2 separate regions of the Ovis aries genome follow, and region 1 is linked to region 2. The links are chromatin contacts, called in public Hi-C maps. All regions are on one chromosome and are shown on one strand. The core of a region is the stretch at or near the end of the contact, and the rest is flanking DNA. Distances in the headings are between cores, read along the strand shown. Region 1 overlaps LOC121820699 (a long non-coding RNA gene). Region 2 holds the start of CEP131 (centrosomal protein 131).

Region 1 (6,489 bases), core at 2,062-4,561, 150 kb before region 2:
CACCCAATAAGACAAGGTTAGAATTTAAAAAAATGATAATAACAAACAGAAAATAACAGTGGTTGGTGAGGATGTGGAGGAAGTGGAATCCTGGTGCGCTGCTGATGAAAAGCATAGAGTGAGAAGCCATAGAGAAGACAAGCTGCACAATAGTGTGAGGGCACTAAACACCACTAAAGTGGACAGGATTGTATACTTTATTTTTGTGTGTGTGTGTGTAATAAAGTTTTATTAAAGTATAAAGGAGATAGAGAAAGCTTCTGACATAGGCATCAGAAGGGGGCAGAAAGAGTACCCCAGGATTGTATACTTTAAAATGGGTGATTTTATGCTAAGTTTTATCCCCATTTTCTCAAAAAGGATGTCATGGGGCCCTTTGAAAATCAGCATCACAGCAAGCAGTTTCCTCACAGAGTGAAAATGGCCAGCAGTCTGCAGTCCCAGCTTCCCTCTGCAGGTTCCAGGCAGCCTCTCCCAGGCACCGTCTTTTCTTCGCTGCTGGGTCCTGGCAGGATGGTACTCCTCTCCGTCTGAGAATGCATCTCAGGAGAGTTCAGGTCCCACGGAGCCGGTGCCCTGAGGGCCGCCTGCTGACTACCCAGACTCAGGGGCAAGCACGAGATCAAGATCACTGCCCCAGCCTGGACAGTCCCACCCTATCACCTCCGCCCCCTGCAGCCCATCCACCTGGCTGGCTGGGCCACCACTCTCTGCGCCTGCCATGCGGCTCATCGCCCGCCATGTGTCTGTCCACCAGGTGGCAGCGGAGGCTCCCCGATGTGGTGTCCCTGCCCAGCAGCCCGCCAGCACCCCATGTCCTCTGCAGACCAGGAGCCAAGATGCTGGGGTCACGTCGCCCACGAGTGTGGCTGCGTCCTCGGTCCTCTCTGCCTAACTCAGAGGAGGCTGAGCTCCAGACGCCAGGCAGGGAGACTGAAAGCCAGAGTCTGTCCTGCAAAGCACCACAGGGCCGTGCTCCTGCAGCTGACATCGCATGAGACCCCATCTGCCTGAAACAGCTTGCAAAGCACCACCTCAGCTTTCCACTGCACCACAAGCCCACAGCTTTCCAGCAGGAGCCTGTGCCCGGTGGGGAGCCTCGGCTTTGACTTCACCTGAGGTGGAATCAAGGTCTCTGGGGTTTTCCCGGTGGGAAATCTATAAGCCAAGGAATGAGGGAAAATTACAACCGAATCTAACATCTCCAAGCCCAGGGTCTCTGAAAACCAAGGCCTGAGGCTGCACAAAGGACTCGGCTCCTGCAGCTGCAGAGAAAACCTCAAAATCTGGGTGAGAATTAGCAGCAGGTTCCAGGGGCTGAGCTGCCAGATCTCTGCAGGGGCCCTGTTTCTGCCAGCAACAGAGCGACACTGCAAAGGTCAGGAGCCGATGTCTGATTGGACTGTGGGTTAAAGGTCACCTGGATTCGTTTAAATTGTTTTTCCCCCATAGATGGAATCATCTTTTTGTTTGGACAGCTAGGCAACAGCTGAAGTTTTCCATGAACCTCTACGAAGATAATGTTTCTTCTGATTTTTGAGAAAAAAAGAAAAAGAGCCTGACAGGGCAAATGATATTCTCAAGCTTGACACTAAAATAATTTTTTTCAAAATCCTATTACTTTCTGACCAGACCTATCAATGAAGAAATTCCAAAATACTACACGCTTCCTGAGGCTGTGACAGCCTGGGCGGCAGCTTTGATTGCCGTCCAGACAACTCCCTGGTTCCAGACAGGAACGGGGTGCTCCACCGTGGCCCTGCAGCCAGCATCAGCTCAGATCAGTCTTCACTGGATCACCCAGCCTCCCAGCCACCTGGGCAGTCCTGTGGCTTTCACTGCAGACTAGACTCGGGACATCACAGTTCTCAAAAGACCCCAGCCTCTCTGCTCTCGGCCTCTCTCTTGCTGTAGGAGCTTGTGATCAGACCAGTAAACTCAGTCCTCACAAGTATCCAGCCAGCACCTGCCCCACCACCCCGCAGGCCCCCAGAGCCCAGCCTGGCCCCCTGACTGATTTTGGCCTCTCACTGTCCAGTTTCATTACAGTTCCTCTAGGACATACTGGAGTGAGCCACAGAAGCAGATGAAGTGGTTACACTAAAAAGGACGGGACCTCCCGTTTCTCGAGTGCCCACCACCATTCGGGTGGGTCAGTGGGTCACCTTGCCCGTGGGACAGAGCCTCCCATTGTTCAGCATCAGCTGTCCCACACTGCGCAAACCAACCTGCAGACAGTGAACTGATGCTTTCTTATCTGAGCCGTCTGGTGTGGTGTCTACACAGTCAGAACAGGGAGTGCCCCCCTCAATGTCCTTGCTTCCCAGGTACAAGAGAAATGGGGAGACCTGGGTGCCAGAGATAGCAGAGATGGGAGAGGAGCCCACAAACTACCGACTGGCAGCTGCTGCCCACCACACCCCTCCCCAGGTAGGAACCGCCCATCTGGTCCCTTCCCACCTCCAGGGGACACACCTAGACCAGACAGGTCCTGCTGCCACGGGGCCTAGATGGGGAGACGAGGTGGGTGGTTCCAGACTCCCATCTCCTGGGAACACCTGGCATCATGGGGGTCGTGCTCCTTTCCCGAGATCGCACACCACTTCTCACACATTTGAGAACCCAGGACGTCCAGGGGCGGAGAGGTGCCCATGTTTTGGCTGTGTCGACACCACATGAGACTGCCCTGATAGGAAAACATCTGCCAGTTGTCCAAATGCCACAGTGCTGGACAGCGGGGAGGGGGGCTCTGTCCCACTGACCGGCTGACCCACAGACCCACCCAAGTCGGCCACAGAGCTCCTCCTCTGGGAGCTGTGGGACCCTAAGTGCGGTTTTAGGATCTGCAGCAAGAAGAAAAAGTCAGGTTTCAGGGCTGAAGACAACATTTTAAAATCTGGCTTTAAATAAACATGGGATTTAAAAAAAGAGAGAGAGAGCGCGCGGAGCCTCCAGCAGCTGAAATTAGAAGCAGCCGCCTGGGCAGGGAAGCCATCTGCGCACGCGAGGCGGTGTCTGGGCTTCGCTGGCAGCGCCGGGAGCCGACACCGCAGGCCCAGGGCCACCCTCCCTCCAGGAAGAACCCGCGAGGACACGTCCAGCCTTGTTTTTCAGAATGTCCTCTAAGTTCACGTTCCAGACAACAGACTTTCTCCTCTCCACTCCGAACTTACCTTTGAGATCACTTACAAGGGATAAGAAAACAAAGACTGCGTTTCAGAGGGAAATGAAATAATGATATTGAGGGTGAAGCCAGCCTCTTGCCTCATCTTTCCCATGAAGTTGAGTGGCCACCAAGAGCCAGTATGCCTGGGGCGGCCCGGCTGGGTGCTCAGCCCTTAGGTCACTCACCTCTGGCCTCCTCGCCTAATACACTGTGTTCTTTTGACCAAGGGGGCTTGCATGAGGGCCATCGTTGACTTCCTTAGCTTCCAGTCCCCCTGCTCAGAGAATTCTGTCACAAGCTGGGTTTGCACAGAAGATGGTGAGTGTGCCTGAGACTGGGGGGAGGGGTCCCCTGCTGCCTGCCTTTAGCTCCTCCCTGCCCACCCGACCCTGCCCCTGAGCTTGGGCTGCCCTTCCCAGTCCGCCCCATCAGCTCTGGACCCGAGGCCCAAGCAGGCCGCTCGCCCCGGCATCCTGCCTCCGCCCCAGCCCTCCTGCCTCACCTGGGCCGGTGCGGGAGGCCCAGGTCTGGGGGCTCTGCCCGAGTTATTTAAATCCACGTTGTCAGTTAATATATTCTAACGAGCAAGTGGGTGACCGAGCTGGCAGACGCAGGATGACGCTGAAATGTAATAAGAGGGGGAGAAACACCGAGTGAAACTCTGAGACTCGTCCTCGCCCCTGCGCTCACCCCCACGCTGCCTCCCACGGGCACCTGGAGTCACGCCGATGCGCTGGATTATGTAAGAGGGCCCGTTGCTGGGGAACCTCTCCCCACCCAGGCGGGGACAGGGCAGCACCTCCCCGGGCCCCTCAGTGGAGGCCCCTGCGGGCCCCTCCCGACCTGGCCAGTAAGGAAGCTCTGGGAACTTTTTACGCTGCCTCGATAAGAGGGTTAAAGCTGAACTAGGAAGGACATGGGAGGCCACCTGCACCTGAACCACTTCACCACCTCCTCGGAGAGGGGAGAGGACCCTTGTGCACCAGGCGTCTCCTCCCAGGCAAGGCCCGGCTCAGAGGTCCCTCCGAGGGCAGAAAGAGCAATGTCACCCATCCCTGGAGGCAGAGTAAAGCCTGTGCTGTCTGCAGCCAACATTTTGGTCGGAGAGACGAAAGCCTCTGAGCCACGTTCAGGTCAAGGGGGGGCGGGTTTTGAGGGAAGAGCAAATCTCAGTAAAAGTCTGGGGAGGAGGGAGGAGGCAGGAGATTGGCCATCAGCCAGGCCCACGCGCTGCCCCCCTCCCCAACCCCAGGCCAAGCCTCCTGCACGGGCGTCATGCAGCAGGTGGCAGAGTGGACCTGGGGCACTCTGTGGGGACAGGGCCACTGCTCTGCCCACTGAACCCACAGACACTGGATTCCGGGCTGAGGTCCAGGCCCCTCCTTCAGACCCGAAGGCCAAATGGAGGCTTGTGCCAAGGCCATGGGTGCCCCCCATGAGTAAACTTTACATGTTAGGACTGTTTAGATTTACACAGTTACTGCAAAGGTAGCCCACACCTAAGAGATCCCCCCGCCCCGCCCTGTTAACATCTCTTGTCGCTGTGATGTGTTTGCTACAGTTAACAGACCAACGTGGACTCACTGTCGTTCACTAGAGTCTGGACTTTATTAAGGTTTTCTTAGCTTTCATCTGGTGTCTTCTTGCTGCTCCAGCACCCAACCCGGATCCCAGATGACATTTGGTCATCACATCTTCTTGGGCTCCTCTTGGCCCCGAAGGGCTCAGACTTCCCCGGTTTGGGCAGCGTGCTGGATGGGGGTCTGCAGACTGTCCCTCTGCTGAGATTGGTGACATTTCTCCTGATAAGCCTGGGATGACGGGTCTGGGGAGGAGTGCCGCCTTTCCCAGCACATCAAGGCCGTGTCTAGTCCCATGGCTCACCCTGAAGACATGGCCTGGCTCACCTGGCTGCAGTGTGCTCGGCAGTGGCTCCTGGCACCCGTGTTTCCTGGAAGTCGCCTCGCAGCCCACACCAAGGCTGGGTATCTCCGGCAGCACCACTAGAGGGGGCAGCACCCATGGGCGCTTGAGTGCTCTCTGGAAGGTCCCTTCTGACCACTGATGATGGCGATCTCTAAGACACACTGACCACTTGCCACGTGCCAGGCATGGTTCTTGGTGCCAGGCTTCTTCTGCCATCTACACCTCAGCTCCTCCGACACCCTGCCCAGGTAGCCTGCCCATGCGGAACCTACTGCCCAGGCTCCCAAGGCCATCACGGGGCTTCCCAAGTCTGTGCCCACGCCCTTACCAGTCCCAGGTAGACACCAAGCTTCACCCCGTGGCAGGCGACGTGGCCCTGCCGCAGCCGTACTAGGCCATGGTGTGCTGGAGGCCGCTGAGGTGAACTTCCTGCTGGCAGGACACAGGCCTCCCCCACCACACCCGCCCGGAGCTTCCGGCTCCAGGCACCCCTACGCCTTCTTGCTGACAACGCTGACAGTGTGAAGAATGTGGGCTGAGGACCAAGAAACCAGTCCTCTGGACACAATTTGGACAGTCCGGCCTGGTAGCCCTGCCCCGTCATAGAGCCCTGGCATAGAGGGGGGAGGCAGAAAGGGCCAGAGAGGATGGGAAGACGCGACAGTGTCCACGCCTCCTCTCTCTCCTGCTCTGGAACTTTCTGGTTGCCGATTACAAGTGCTCTAATCCAGGAAGGAGAAAAGGAAGAGGAGTTCTGATTGGGTGGATCCTTCTCTTAGAGAGACGGGGAGGCTGCCAGGAGAGGGTGGTGGAGAAACAGCTCCCTTGACAGGCACGAAATTTCCCTGTGATCTGAGACACACTGCCACCCCCTTAGGCCAAGCTCCGCAGAAACCCGGTTGGGCTGGTCAGAGAGAGAGAGATGGTGGTGAAAACCCTGAAAGTTTTGCGGTCACCTCAGAAAGGGCTCCTTCTGTTTAGCAAAAAATCACAGATCCTTGTGTCTGCCTTGCCAGGAGAACAGCTTGCTTGAAAAGCAGAGGCTGTCATCCTGTAATTAAATCTGAGACCCCCCCTCCCTACGTGACGTTGAGATGAAGCCACTTACATAACGCGACTAAAAATAAGCTGATGAAGAGATGCACTTTGATTCTCCCTGCTTCCAGCCTTTTTCTCCTGGGCCACCCGTGCTGGGGTCAGCTGACCCAGGGTCAGTGTCGGCAGCACCACGTGGTCAGAGTCTTGCCGCTGACCCTGGCTCGGCACCCAATGTGCGCGAGGCCCCATCACCGGTGCCGGGGATGGGGGGACTTCAGGTTCAGAGGTGGGGTGCTGCAGGTCGCCATGGCTACACACTTCTCTGGTTGCTTGGCCCATAGAGGTGAGGACAGGCAGGC
Region 2 (6,626 bases), core at 2,622-5,121:
GGTTCACATCTCTGCATAGGAAATGACAGGTCAAGACTCATCCTGCCTACCTTGCCCAGCACTGGCCCCCCTGTTCAGCTGGCGCTCACACCAGTGAGGCTGGGAGAAGGACTGACCGAGGCAGGAGGGCAGGACGGGAGTACCTGGGGGGTCAGAGGTTACCTGAGGGGGCTGGGCCATGCCTGGTTGGCTTGTGGCTGGTTGACCTGCGTGGCGCTGTTAGATCTGCGAAGGTTGTTGATGGCCCGGGAGCCTCCGGGCCCTGGGTTCTCCTGCAAAAAGGAGGGAAGCAACTGACCATGTGGCAGAGGTTTCAGACGCTTGCGAGTCCACTCAGGGCCAGGCCAGGCTTGGACCCAGATTGAGTGACAGGCTCTCCTGGGTCACACGTAGACAGGTGAGCAGGGGGAGCAGGTGACAGGTGGGCGGGGGAACACCCTGGGGGCCCTGGGTTTGCCTGGCTGAGGCGGGGCAGGTCCCCGGCCTCTCACATGAAATGGGAGCGCCTCACCCCTGGCAGGTGGAAGGTCCAAGGGGAGGCATGTGACTGCTGCCCAGGCACCACAGCAAAGGCTACCATCCTCCTCATCACCTTCTCACCAATGAGCCTGGCCGTTCACTCCCCATGGCAGCTCTCGTCCCAGAGTTCTTGTTGCTGTCCAGCTGCCCACCTGCCGCCTACTGCCTGCCCTGCACGGTATCTCCAAGGCCACCAGGAGCCCCTCCTTCCCCACACATCAACCTCATTTACAGAGGAATCATACAAATCCAAATGTTGCTGGAACAGGAGGGATAAAGGGCTTGGTGCTGGCAGGATCTAGGCTCTATGTGGGGCCAGGTGACCCTAGCAGCAACCTATTGGGAAGTCAGCTCCCTAGTCTATCAGCCAGAGTCTTTCCTGCCCCCGGATAGCCCCAGGGATGAATGGGATAATGGACATGAAGGTGCCTGCTGAGGTGTGCATCTCAGACGCCAGGAGTCAGACACCACCCCAAGACAGGGGGCCCTGAAAAGCCCCCAGACCTGACACCCAGCTCTGATACTCACCAGCATCTTCCTCCTTGGCTCACTGCCCGTGACCACGGAGATGGAGCGGGTGATGGGCTTGGTGGCGGAAGCACTATTGGGGCGCCGGTTCATGGGTGGAGGGAGGCCTGTCAGACTCAAGTCCACACCTTCCAGGCTGCCCTCAGGGCCGCTGAGGGCCCTGGAGCCTTTCATGGTGGACAGGTGGCCCTGAGAAGAGAATAAGGGAGGTGAGCAGGCGTCCTCCGAGGGCCCAGGCAGCACGCACACTCTCTCCAGCTCAGCCCCAACGGCCCAGGGCTGAGGGTCCGAGTCTGCATGCCGCTCAGCTCCCCAGAGGCCTGCCGTGCCCACCAGCCTTGTTGCTCGGTGGCTGTCTCCTTATCAGGAGCAGAAGCGAGTGGCAGAGCAGGAAGCTGAGCATTAACAGCAAAAGGAGGTTTCCTGGGGTCAAGATGACCCTCCCTGGAAGGGCACTGCAGGGGGTGACCCTGGGCTGCTGAAAGTCATAGGTATGAGCCCTCGTCCCATGACAGGTGCTCTACCTGCCTAGGCCCCATATTCCTCTTCTGTAAAATGGGCCTTCAAAAGTGCCTCCTCGCAGGGTATCATGAGGTTCAGACAAGGCGGCCACGAGGCTGGCCTGTCGTGAGCACCCCACAGGCGATATTCAAACTGGGATTTGTTAAAGCCCCTAAACTTATCTGGCCACGGAACTCTCCCTCTGTCTCCTTAGAGCCATCCAGAATACCCAAGAGCTCCTGGGAGGCAGCATCTACTCTCCTGTCCAGGTTCCCCTCCTCCCCTCCTAGGGTGGCACTTCCACAGTGTATATTGCTGGCCCTTCCCCATCCGACTGCTCAGCCCTGGGCCTCTTCCCTCCATCCTAGGGGACAGCCTCTGGCCTCCTGGCGTCAAACACCATCTCTGCATGGCCGGTTCCCACAGGCATATCTCTCACCACCCCCTTATGCCCTAGTTCCCAGCTTGGCTGACCATGGAGTACATGGCACCTCAGACCCAAACAGACTCCTGACTGCCACCTCCAGCTGCCCCTCCCCAGTGGGTGTTTTCTGAAACTGGCTCAGACCAAAGATTCAAGTCTCGTCCTGACCTCTTCTGCCTCTTACCTCCAACCCTGCTCCCTCAGCCATCCGGCTGGTGCCCCTTTCCCGTCAGTCCCTTCCCTCCACAACCCCCGTCTGAGCCCCCATCTCTTCAAACTGAAAAACCATGGCAACCCCTCCTCTGGCCCTGCCTGACCAGCCTAGCCTCTCCCCACACAGCAGCCTCAGCTGATCTTTCTGAACTGGGTCTCAGATCAGGGTGGGAGGACACTCAGGCAGGGGGAATAAAGTCACCAGGCCTGGACTGAGAACAATGCCCCTCAGACCTGACCCTGCTCTCTGTGACCTCCTCACTGCCTCCCTTTCCCTCCTTCGATCTGCTTGAGCCTCCCCTGGGATGTCATGAGGCGCCCCCGCCCCTCCCACTCAGAGGACTGCCCGTCCCTATCACTCCTCACTCCCTCATCCTGCTTCACTTGTCTCCCTTGGCCACCTGCCCACACAGGTTGGTCTGTGCACTGCCTGATGCCCTTGTAAGAATGTAAGGTCCACAAGGGTGGGGACCCTGCAACTCCAGGATCTGGCATGGGCACGTGCTCAGGTAACCAGAGGGGATGAGCTGGCACCAGGAGGGACCAGGAGGGAATGAGCATAGCCCTCCATAGCATGGAGGACTCTGGTGGGCCAGCGGGCACACACCATCATCACCCAGGGTCAGCACTGCAGCCTCCATCAGCCCCAACAGTCACAGCAGAGGCTTTGGTGCCTATTCCCCAGAGTGAAGGCAGAGGCTGTCCCTGCCACTCACTAGGCCAGTGTCCTCGGGTATGTGTTTCCGGTAGTGTGAGTGAAATTTAACACCCTCCTCTCCTCCAGGCACCAGCCACACCCAGCGTAACTGGGCCCACTGGAGGGGCTGGCACCCTTGAGCAGCAAGGAGTGTGGGGGGCTCTGGGATGGTAAACAAAAACTCTCCGTGGAACCCTCCAGACTAGATCTCATCTTGCATACAGAGGTGTCCCTCCCAGGATCTGAAGGTGGTGTCCAGAGCCTCCACCTGGACCTCTCAGGATGAGCTGTCCCAAAACCCAGGGAAGCTTCCCTGCAGGCAGCTCCCCATGTCCCTGGGGTTTGGCTCAAGGCAGGAAGAGCATCCTCCCAGGAAGGCTGTAGGAGCTCACGGACCCTGGGGCATGAGCCCCTCCTCACCTGTGTGGGGGCGCTGAGGGGCCCTTACCTGCACCTTCCCCCTCTCTGAGTACCCTCAATTGCACGAGAACCCCCCTCATCTGCATGGACCCTTTCACCTGTATGAGTGCCAGGCCCTCTCACCTGCGCTGGCCTCCCCGCCTAGGCGGGCCCAGGACCACCTCACCGGCGCGGGGACGCCCTCACCGGCACGAGCCCCCTCTCACTGGCACGAGGCCCACTCACCGGCACGTTCCACCTCATCTGCACAGCCCGGGATGCCCCTCCCTGCGCGGGCCAGGATCCCCTCATCTGCGTAGGCCAGCCCTTGTGCGCCGGTCCTGGAGATTCTTCACCTGCGGGGGCCACCCCAACTACACAGGGACCTCTCACCTGCGTGAGGCGGGCCTGGAACTCGGGGCCTGTAGGACCGAACGGCGAGGGATGCGCGGGGCCCTCCAAGTGGAGACACGGGGAGCCTAGGCTTCGGGCCGACGACCTCGGGACCTCGCGCCCTCGCGCCCCCGGCCCCGGCGCCGACTACGAGGCCCGGTGACAATGAAGCGGTCGGGCAAGCGGCGGCAGCTAGCAACCAAACAGCCTGGCACCTCCTCCCCGTCCGTCACGGAGGCCCGCCTTTCCTGCCCGCGCCCCTTCTGGATTGGCTCTCCGGCCGCCCACTCCGGCGTCCCGGGAGTTCATTGGGTGGCTCGGCTGTCCTTCGAGAAGTTCAACCGTGGGAGGAGCCACAGGGAGCTGGGGTGGGGCCTGTGGTAGCGGCGGGCTGCCGATTGGATATGGCCGCAGGAGGCGGGGTCTCGGCTGCTGTGGGGTGGGCCCTAGGCGGAGCCTCTGAGGAGGGGTGGGCGAGGAGGAGAAAGGGACTGCGCGTGGGGAGGGCCGTGGATCGCGCAGGGTGGCTCCGCGCTGCTTCTTACCGTGGGCCCAGCCAGCCTTCCGGGCTCCCACTCAGTCCCAGGCCGCGTCGTCCCCCTGGCTCCCATGCCGTCCCGCGGATCCCACGCGGTCCCTGGGCTCTTGCGCGGTACTCGAGATCCCTCCTTGCCCAGACTCGTCTGGACACCTGGGTCCAGTTACCGTCTGAAAGCTCCGTTTTGGGATCTGGACCCGCGAGTCCCAGGGAGGCCCGCTGTGAAGCTGTCAATAGGGGCCCTTGCTCGGGCGACCCTGACACCTACCCTCACCCTTAATGCCCGCTCCCCTCCTTACTACCCAAGACCGCGCGGTGGCGACGTTGTCCTTTTTCTATTTTTTCATGTCCTTTTCCTGTCTTCACAATGCCATCCTCCCCATCCCCCGTTTTTTTTTTTTTTGCCTCCTTCTCCGAAGTTTTAATCCCCCACTTCCACTCCCCCCCGCACCCCCGCCCCCACGCCTGGAGGTTGTTTTCTATCGTTTCTCACGTCCAGACCACTATCCCCGCTGGCTCTACTCTTTGGCATCCTGCGTGTTTCCCTACCTGCACTGTGCGCCTTTCCCAGCGCGCAGGTGGACCCGGCACACCCAGCTCAGCGCTACCCAGTAGCTACCCTACGCCCCCAATCTGTGATCCCTTCACCAGGAAAGCCCCCTCTCTTCCACGAACTTTCTGGTCTCGCCAACATTTTTCCCTTCAAAATAACAAATAGCACGTTGCTCATTTTTGTCCCATTTTTATAAATCAAATACTATTTTTACTTCAAAAAATTCTAATTTATATCAATAAAAATCATATTTTTGGGTGTACAGCTGAGTTTTGACAATGCAGAGAGCTGTTTAGGTTTCCCTGGTGGTTCAGATGGTAAAGAATCCCCCTGCAATGCGTTCAACTCAGGGTTCAATCCCTGGGTTGGGAAGATCCCTGGAGAAAGACATGGCAACTTGTATTCTTGCCTGGAGAATCCCCACAGACAGAGAAGCCTGGTCATCTACAGTCCATGGGGTCGCTGAGTCAGAATTGACTGAGCAACTAAGCACACACACAGAGAGCTGTTTTACCACCACCACAAACAAGGCACAGAACATTCTCTCCCCTCTCCAAACCATGGGCTGCCTTTCTGTAGCCGTATCCTCCCCACCCCTTGTCCCAGTCACTTCCAACCTGCCGTCTGTCTGTCACTATGGTTTTGCCTTTTCCAGAGCCTTGGAAATGCAGTCCTGTGCTGTGTACCATTTTGAGTCTGGTTTCCTTCACCTAGCCAGATGAGTCTTCCCTATTCCTCTTTTCTTCATTGCTAACTAGTATTCCACGGTGTGGGTGAACCATCCTTTATTACACAGCAACCAAGGGCTTAAGGGTTGTTTCAGGTTCGGGGCAATTATGAATGGAACTGTTGTAAACATTCACTTTTAAACATTTGTGTGAACTTAAGTTTTCATGTCACTTCGGTAAATACTTAGGAAGGGACTGCTGAATTGTATGGTAGGTAGGTAGGTGTTTAGCTAAGATACTGCCAAACTTTTCCGGAAGGCAATGTACCTTTTTATTATGCTGCATTCTCACCAGCAGCCTGTGAATTCCATTTGATCCCCCTTGGCCTTACACTTGGTATTACTGGATTTTTATTTTTAATTAATACTAATATTAATGGGTGTCAGGACTTCCCTGGGGGTCCAATGGTTAAGAATCCTCTTTGCAATGAAGGGGACACAGGCTTGATCCCTAGTCAGGGAGATCCCACAGGCCTTGGAGCCAACTAAATCCACACACCGTTATCAAAAGATCTTAACACAATGAAGAGACTGGATGCTGCAACTAAAATAAATATTCTTAAAAAATACTAACAGGTGTGTAGTGGTATTCCACATGGTCTTCAACGGCATTTCCCTAACAATGTTGAGAAACTATCTGTGTGCTTCTCTGTCCAATATCCATATACCTTTTTGGCAAAGTGTCCGTCCACATCTTTCACCCACTTTGTACATCGAGTTTGGAGTGTTCCTTATATGTTCTTGATATAAATCCTTCCTGAGAGTTATGATTTGCAAACATCTCCAGTCTGTGGCTTGTCTTTTTGTTCTTGCCATTCAAAGTAAAGTTCTTCAACTTTGATGATGCCTAGTTTTTTCTACTAGTTTGTGCTTTTTCTCTCTCATAGAAGCCTTTGCCTAATCCATGGACAGAACATTTTCTGCTAGGTTTTCTTCTGGAAGTTTAACTTCTAGGTAGGGTTATGGCTCACTTTAAATACTGTGTAAGATATGAGAAGAAGCCAAGGTTCATTCTTTTCTTCCAGTTGTTTCAATACTATGCGTTGAAAGTCTATCCTTTTTCCATTGAATTACCTTGACACCTGTGGAAAACCAACTGACCATATCCGTGTGGCTGTTTCTGAATTGTCTATA

What was found. Hi-C and Micro-C count contacts between places; a contact is called where the count stands out from the background.
Region 1: a contact with region 2 is called in a Hi-C map of liver, with 2.2 times the contacts expected there. The contact joins the enhancer-like site here to the promoter of CEP131 in region 2. A contact is called at or near these places in 3 of 16 Hi-C or Micro-C datasets (hypothalamus, liver and skin fibroblasts).

What each region holds. Positions count from the first base shown.
Region 1 is chr11:51,136,868-51,143,356 of ARS-UI_Ramb_v3.0, reverse strand. LOC121820699 (a long non-coding RNA gene) reads right to left here. Exons shown (of 2, transcript XR_006061389.2): 2 at 4,756-6,489. Among named protein-coding and RNA genes, the nearest start is that of BAIAP2, 6.2 kb to the right of the region's middle. Within about 2 kb of position 3,311, at least 2 of the 54 cell types and tissues checked have an H3K27ac peak or open chromatin away from gene starts, as enhancers often do. A contact at or near this core is called in liver, where this site is marked.
Region 2 is chr11:50,991,755-50,998,380 of ARS-UI_Ramb_v3.0, reverse strand. CEP131 (centrosomal protein 131) reads right to left here and starts at 3,871. Exons shown (of 26, transcript XM_042256764.1): 1 at 3,675-3,871; 2 at 1,048-1,236; 3 at 163-272. The coding sequence starts at 1,221.